Regions from separate parts of the Mus musculus genome. Here region 1 is linked to region 2. Evidence: chromatin contacts called from public HiChIP or PLAC-seq data. All regions are on one chromosome and are shown on one strand. Each heading gives the region's core, a stretch centred on a gene start, on an enhancer-like site or on the middle of the called end of the contact. The rest is flanking DNA. Distances are from core to core; before and after follow the strand shown. Region 1 overlaps Zmiz1os1 (a long non-coding RNA gene). Region 2 has its middle 12 kb from the start of 4930572O13Rik.

Region 1 (3,863 bases), core at 867-3,366, 190 kb after region 2:
TCCTTGCTCCACCTGTCTGCCCTGCTGCCCCCACCCTCCCACCACCAGATGCCACTATGAAAGATGTCACCTTGAGGGTATCATGACCCCAGATCACTGTGCCTGGGGCCTTAGTCAGACCAGACTGGGCTGTCTGCTCTCCAGAGGCTGGTGAGATCCTGGGTCTAGGAAGCTTTGAGAGCTGGATGCCTGGGCTCCTGTTGTGAATCTGGATTCTTCGGCAGGGCCCAGTTGGTCTGCAGAAGCATCTTTGGAAGCCTGCATGCCAGTCTTGTCTCTGCCCCAGTCACGTGACCTTGGACATGTGGCATCAGTTTTGGTCAGCATCCCCATTTATGCAATAGGTATAATCACTTCTCCCTCCAGGTGAGTTCTATGCACACAACAAGCACCGCCTGTGAGCAAGTGTGTGTTGTCAGGACACACACAAAACACTTCCCCTTCGAGGACTGAGGCGCGTGGAGTTTAGACAAGGAAACCTCAGATACTTGTGGGAACCCGGCAATGAGGCTGGACAGGGCACAGTCACGCAAGCGTGAGCTTATCCAAAACACTGCTCATCTATGTGCCTGGATGGCTTGTTTCATTTTATGTGAACCTAACCTAGATTAGCTGCATATGTATCAAAAGATGGCCTAGTCGGCCATCACTGCAAAGAGAGGCCCATTGGACTTGCAAACTTTATATGCCCCAGTACAGGGGAACGCCAGGGCCAAAAAAATGGGAATGGGTGGGTAGGGAAGTGGGGGGGAGGGTATGGGGGACTTTTGGGATAGCATTGGAAATGTAATTGAGGAAAATATGTAATAAAAATATTTAAAAAATATCAGGGAGAAGATTTCATGGATAAAGCATTTCCTGTGTAAGTTTGAGGACCTGCATTTGGCACCCCAGCACCCACATAAAAACCTGGCATGCATAGTGACCTACCTATGATCCCCAGGGCTCTAGATACAGGACAGACTAGCAGGAGCAGACTGAACAGCTCGACTGTCAGGATGAAAAGGCCCAGGTTCAGTGAGCATGCACACCCCATACCTGCACACAGGTGCACCCACACGTGCATGCCGACAAATCATGTACATACAAAAAAAACTTAACTAAATCCTTTTTTTAAAAAAAAAATCAAGTTCTTTTCTACTGTGGATGTGACTGCTTCCCTCCCTCTGAGCCTGCGTCAACGCCATCCCCCCTGCCTGCCCACTGGCCCCATTTCAGGGTCCATCTTAAAAAGCACGTCTCCTCCACAGCAATGCTAACATACCTCCAGAGGAAGCCTAAGTTTGCTGTTCCCTCTCACCAGGAAGAGACAATATACAGACTGTTCAGTGTTTGTTTGCCTGCACTGTCACTAAATAATAAACTGACTAATGGCAGGGCTGAGCTACAGCAGGGCACACCGTAGGTACTTGCTATTTACTCACTGAAGATTTCATTCTAACCCAGTCTTAGTTCGTGGGTCATAGCTACTGCAAACCTGCCCCCAGGCACACAGTCAGTCTACAGTCAGCAGAAGAGCCGGGACCAAGCCTGCCCAGCCCATGAAGAGGCCCCTACCATCCCCTGTCCTATAAGCAGCTCCCCCAAGGAAGAAGTCTAACATAACCAAGGGTCTCTCCTTCCCAACCACCAGCTAATCTGTCCTCAGCCAGTGTGTCTCTGTCCATACTTCTGCTTCCCCAGACCACTGCTGTTTGTATTGTCAAAGGCTTGTCACAAACAGCTGACAAGGGAACCTTGGCCCCAGAACCACTTAACAGAGCTTTGGCTTCTTGGATCTTTGGACTGTAAACACTTCAGCTAGAAGCTGCTCACACACAAGGCCTCAGTTTCCCTCTCCCTGAATAAGAAAATGAGCAACTATTTACTGACTGAACATAGATGTAAAAGGAAGTAGCTAAGTATTCAACTTGCTTATCTGAATCCAGTTTTGGTGTCCTGTACCTCACTCCCCTTTGTAAAGTGAGGGGCCTCCACTCTTACTTTCCAGGCCTGTGGTTGCTTGCAGTACTTAGTCCTAAGCACTGTGAGTACTTAGGAAGGTGAGCTCAGCTCTTCTCACAATCAGTGGCTTGGAGCCATGCCCACCCTTGACACAGGGGAGGACAGAAACACATGATGGATGACGTCAGCCCCTGGCTGGCACTGGCCTCCAGGATGTCATGACACCACAGACCACACACAGGGAAGGCCTTGGGCTCTGGCTGTGATATCTTCAGGCTGCAATGACCTTGGCTACATCATGAAAGCAGAAAAGGAAGAAACAGACCCAGATCAATCTGGCATTGACCCTACTTTTACCCTTCCAGCAACGCAATGGTAATTTACCTGTTTAGTTGTTCCACTTGGCTGTCTCATAGCCAGTCCAAAATCAGTGGGGTCAGGGTCAAATCACCCTTCCCACCCAACCCCACATCTGTCCTGTCCTAATGACTACCTCTCTCCATCAGATCAGAGTCTCACTTTACATGCCTGCCTCTCTCTCTCTCTCTCTCTCTCTCTCTCTCTCTCTCTCTCTCTCTCTCTCCCTCTCCCTCTCTCCCCCCTCCCCCTCCCTCTCCCTCCCCCTCCCCTCTCCCTCTCTCTGTCTCTATCTCTCTGTCTCTCTCTGTCTCTCTCTCTCTCCCTCTCTCTCCTCTCCCCGCCCCGTCCCTCCCTCCCTCCCTCCCTCCTTCTCTGACTGCCTCCATATCTTCTTCTAACAGACCCATCTTCCCACCTTAGAGACATATCTCAGGCCCCTCTCTCCACAGGGCCAAGCTGTAGCCACCTGGAATTGAACTGTACAGAGTCACCTGGCTCCCCTCCAACTTCAACTCACAATCTCCTACTTTCAATTAATTTGGAAAGTAATTGGATCCCATCAATTGTCTGTTTAAAACCCTCTGAAGTCTCCTCATCTGGTTGGAATAAAACTTGAGCCCCTTTCCTGCCTTGCAAAGCCATATGCAATCCTACTGCTGGCCCCGGGCCATCACTCTCCCTCCACTCTGAGCAAAAACAACAGCCTTGAACAAGCCAAGGTCCTTAACTTCTACACACCCTTCCCTGACCTTAGACTCAGATCTCAAGGTTCAGTGTCCCCTCCTGCAATGGTTCAAGTGTGGTTTATATGATAAAACTTTGGTCCTTGAGTGTGCTGGTATGAAGGATGGTAGGCCTTTGAGAGGTGGCATCGAGCAGGAGGGAGGGAGGTCACTGGGGCACTGCCTTGTGGTGGTATTAAGGTAACTCTCCTGGGACCTCACTTCATTCCTGTAAGAGCCAGTTCTCTTTAAAGAACCAGTCCCACTAAAAATAGCTGGCTTCCCGATTTGTCTCATCACTCACACACCCGCCATGATGCCATCTGTGCTGTGATATGGTAAGGGCTCCCTCCAGAGACATCACCAGATTCAGAATTCCAGCCTCTGAAACGAAGCTAAATAAATCTCTCTGTTACTCAGCCTCTGGTGTTTTGTTACAGGAACGGAATGCCTTCTAGGCTATCTCCTTGGAGACACTCTCTGACCACCTTACCTATGAGTCCGTAACCTATCCAGCTCCTTACACAGCCTTCTAAGAGACTGTTTGTCATCTGATGTTCTTTCTCACATCCCTTAATACTAAGAACAAGAAGTGTCTCCTGGTGACTCTGCTTTGTCCAGACACAAGTACAGAGTCCAGCACATAATAGGTGTCCAGGAAATATCTGCTGGCTTTATGGAAGGAGGAGGAAGAGGAAGAGGATGAGGAGGAGGAGGAGGAGGAGGAGGAGGAGGAGGTGTCATGGGTGAATGAGACAGAGTTTCAAGGGCCTGCATTGAGTGTGAAGTTTCACCTACCAAAGGAGACGGGATGCCTTGGGTAGATACTTCCTGAGC
Region 2 (3,560 bases), core at 672-3,171:
GATCCTAACTCAAACAGAAGAAATATCTGAAAAGATAGCTGAGATTGTTTTCTGGGATCCACAGACATTTAAATACATGTGAGTGCACGCACACACACACACACACAGAGAGAGAGAGACAGACAGACAGACAGACAGACAGACAGAGACAGAGAGAGAGACAGAGAGAGATAGGGAGAGAGAGACAGAGAGAGAGAGAGACAGAGACAGAGACAGAGGGGGGAGGGAGGGGAAGATATGGATCTGCTACCCATGGTCAATGCAGCGTGAATCGATGATAGTAGCCTTTGTTCTCCTTCCTCTGAGGTTCTTTGGACTCCAGAAAGGGAAGAGAAACCTCCTAGGGGTTCAGATGCATTCAAGACCTCTGGCCACTGGGCAGAAAGGCTCCTTGGCTGTCAATGGTGAGGCAAAGACATTGTGAATCTGATTGGCCTGTATCTCCATCTTGTGTGCCTGGCTGCTGGCCCAGTGACCAGCTGAGAGAGAGCAGGTTCCTGACAAAGTCCAAGAGATGAACGAAGACGAGCAAGTCTCCAGATTTGAGGATGACACACGACCACATATAGAGGCCAGTGACTGGGATGGACCTGAGCTGCTCTCTACCAAAACCCCAGGTGTTCTCTGGGAAGTTACACTGCAGCTTATCCTGGCAACTGGGGTGTCTACTCCAACACCAACCCTTGGAAAACAATCTGGGTTTCCCCCCCCCCCGCCCTCAGCCCCTCCTTCTCTCTTCCTTTCCCTCTCCCTCCCTTCCTCCTCTCTTCTTTCCTTCCTTCCTTCTCTGCCCTTTCTTTTCATCCTTCCCTAGCTTCCCCTCCCCCTCCCCCATCTCTTCCTCCCTTCCCCTTTATTCCTCCTTCCTCCTACCTGTCCATGGTGTGTGACTATGCAGTTGAGTACAATGCATTGACCCATGAGGTGCACTCTAAATCTTCGCCCTACCTTCTACGGTACCAGGGAGAGCTCTAGCTGAGGTTACACGCAATCAGGAAGGCGGACACACAGTCATTTCAAGAGCCATGCTCTGCGCATGCTGATTAATTCATTGCTGTTCGGCTTGTCAGCTCTGCTGCTCTCCAGAGCCTGAGATAAGCCTTTGTCCTTGACTCTCTCCTGTTCAAACAAATTTTGTGAACACTTGAATGGAGTCATAGAAAGCTCCTTATCAAACCCGTGGATTCCAGTGAGCTCAGAGGGGCTGACAAACAAGACAGGGAGGAGGACCAGGCCACATCATTCAGTGGGCAGTGCAAGAAGCTCCTCCGGGCTTGCGATGTATCAAGTGTGTGTGTCCAGGGTGAGGAAGCCAGAGCTGAGCCTTGGGAGTTCCTGGACCAGAGACGTCACCAGCTCCTCAGTGGGCATCAGCATGCTTCCTGTCTGGCCCAGGCAACTCAAGGGTGCACATGGAAGTAGAGGATGGAAACAAAGAGTCCCCTGGTGTCATTTAAGCGTGTCCTGACTGTACTCTCCTCAGATCTCAGAGTCACTTCTCAGTGCTAATAATGAAGAAGAAGAAAACTGATCATTTTCTCTTTTTCTTATTTTTACACATTTGTTTTTTTATTTCATATACAATGATATCCTGCCTGTCTGTGTGAGGGTGTCTGATCACTTGCAACTGGAGTTAGACAGCTGTGAGCTCTCATGTGGGTGCTGGGAATTGAACTCAGGACCTCTGGAAGAGCAGCCAGTGCTCTTAACTGCTGAGCCATCTATTTCTTTAGCCAAAAAAAAAAAAAAAATTGACCCTTTTCAACAAGCTCAAACATAAACTTCAGAGTGAAAACAGGTTCAGGGTTCCTATTTTCAACTCATCAAAGGACTGCCAGGGAAAAGAGGGCACAGAGTAGTATACCATGCCTGTGAGTCACTCTTACTATCAGGAAGTAGACACCTTCCTTCTTTGGGGCCCTCACCTATACTGATTTTGAAGAAAACAGTATAGCTACTCACAGTTGAAGCTCTTTATTAGTTGAGTAGTAAGGAAGTGAGTGCCCCTCCCAGAGAGGCATCTAAACAGAAGCTAAAGTGGCCATCACGAGTTTCTGTGCAGTCTGCGCATTCACAGAGAGATGGGACTGACAACAAGACCAAGACCCTCTGTGTCCTACTGCTGGGCCTGTAAGTGCAAGAGGAAGGAGTCTCCAGGTCAGCTGCCCAGACTCACAGTAGTCACAGGCAATCTGTAAGGGAGCGGCAGTGTGTTTTCTCTCTTTTGTAGGAGTCTCCACAGGGACATAGACAAATACTTCCAGCATGAACCTTTCACGGAAAGTGTGCATGCAGAGCACGGTATGACATGTCTTCCTCTATTGCTTTCTGCCTTGTTGCCTTTTGACTGGCTATCAGTGATCCAGAAACGCATCGTTCTGTTGGAGAGGCAGGTTGGCTAGGGAACTCTTGGGATCTGCCTGTCTTTGCACCCCCAATGCTGGTGTTACAGATAAGAGCAGCCCTGACCAGCTTTTTCTGTGGCTTGAAACTCGGGGGCTCATGCTGCCGCAGCAAGCTCATGTCCCAAGCCACTTCAGTGACGAATGGCCCCGTGAATCACATATGTCATTGCAGATGCACACGGAATGATGTCACATTCCAGTAATTCCAAAGTATACACTGTGGTTTAGATAGTACTGAGGGCCAGGTAGGCATTGTGAGGTTCACAGTAAACAAACCCAGCAATCTGCAGGAAGCTGCCCCTCCAAAGCTGCTTCACTGTAGTATGCTGTTCAATTGTGACCCTACCACACACCTGCCTTCAAATTTGGAGGAAGCTCCCTCACCTCTCTGAGCCTGTTTCCTGATCTATGAAAAGGCTGCTGATGCAGGGCTAAGGGAAGCATTAGCACGCATGACTTTCTCTACAAGGTGAAGTCAAGAGGCAAAAGGAAGGGAGCACAGAGGGAAGTGAGTGAAGTCACTTTGTACAGAAAGAGCCACTTGCTCAGTTCTCCCAGGTCTCCTGGGCACGACTGCGCATGTCTGACCACAGACAGCTTAATGTCAGAATCATCCAACGGTCCCACCCGTCAGCCTTGCCCTTGTCACGCCTGCACTTCAAGTGGGCATTTCCAGTTATTTTTAAACTGGAATGAGCTGGCTGCTTTGCCGCTGTGATTGCTGAGCTCTCGGCTGACAGGGTGAAAGCCTCCCACCTACAGTGAGGGGGCTGTCATCTGTTTTGATCCACACTTGTAGCCCTCGAGAATGGCTAATGATCGATGTGTTCAGCAAGTCAATCACAGTTCTGTCTGCTTCATGCTTACTTAGCAAGGCAGTTGGAGGGTACAAGAGAGACGCCAGGCTGGGTGTCAGCAGAGAGGCAACCACCCCCTGCGTCTCCCAGAAGATGTGAGTTCAGATGGTTCCCTCATCCTCACCCGCAATGTCATCGTCTGATCCTCAAGATGGTCCTCTCAGACATGTACTATTACTGTCTTGTGCAGAAAGCAGCATTTTATCAAAGACTCTCAATCATCCTTCATACACATTTGCATGCAAATGCCATAGCAGGTGTGCCAGTTTGCTTTGGATGGCATCCCTCATGGATGGAT

The links. HiChIP or PLAC-seq counts read pairs in DNA pulled down with a chosen protein or histone mark.
Region 1: an HNF4G HiChIP or PLAC-seq map of pancreatic cancer cells shows a contact between it and region 2. The contact joins two enhancer-like sites. A contact is called at or near these places in 3 of 115 datasets of contacts at active chromatin or transcription factors (the 230-238 cell line, cardiomyocytes and pancreatic cancer cells) and 1 of 9 other capture datasets (embryonic stem cells).

What each region holds. Positions count from the first base shown.
Region 1 is chr14:25,344,060-25,347,922 of GRCm38.p6, forward strand. All of the region lies in intron 1 of Zmiz1os1 (a long non-coding RNA gene), which reads right to left. Among named protein-coding and RNA genes, the nearest start is that of Gm41113, 33 kb to the right of the region's middle. Within about 2 kb of position 2,117, at least 65 of the 459 cell types and tissues checked have an H3K27ac peak or open chromatin away from gene starts, as enhancers often do. A contact at or near this core is called in the 230-238 cell line and pancreatic cancer cells, where this site is marked.
Region 2 is chr14:25,153,305-25,156,864 of GRCm38.p6, forward strand. No RefSeq gene overlaps it. Among named protein-coding and RNA genes, the nearest start is that of 4930572O13Rik, 12 kb to the left of the region's middle. Within about 2 kb of position 1,922, at least 39 of the 459 cell types and tissues checked have an H3K27ac peak or open chromatin away from gene starts, as enhancers often do. A contact at or near this core is called in the 230-238 cell line and pancreatic cancer cells, where this site is marked.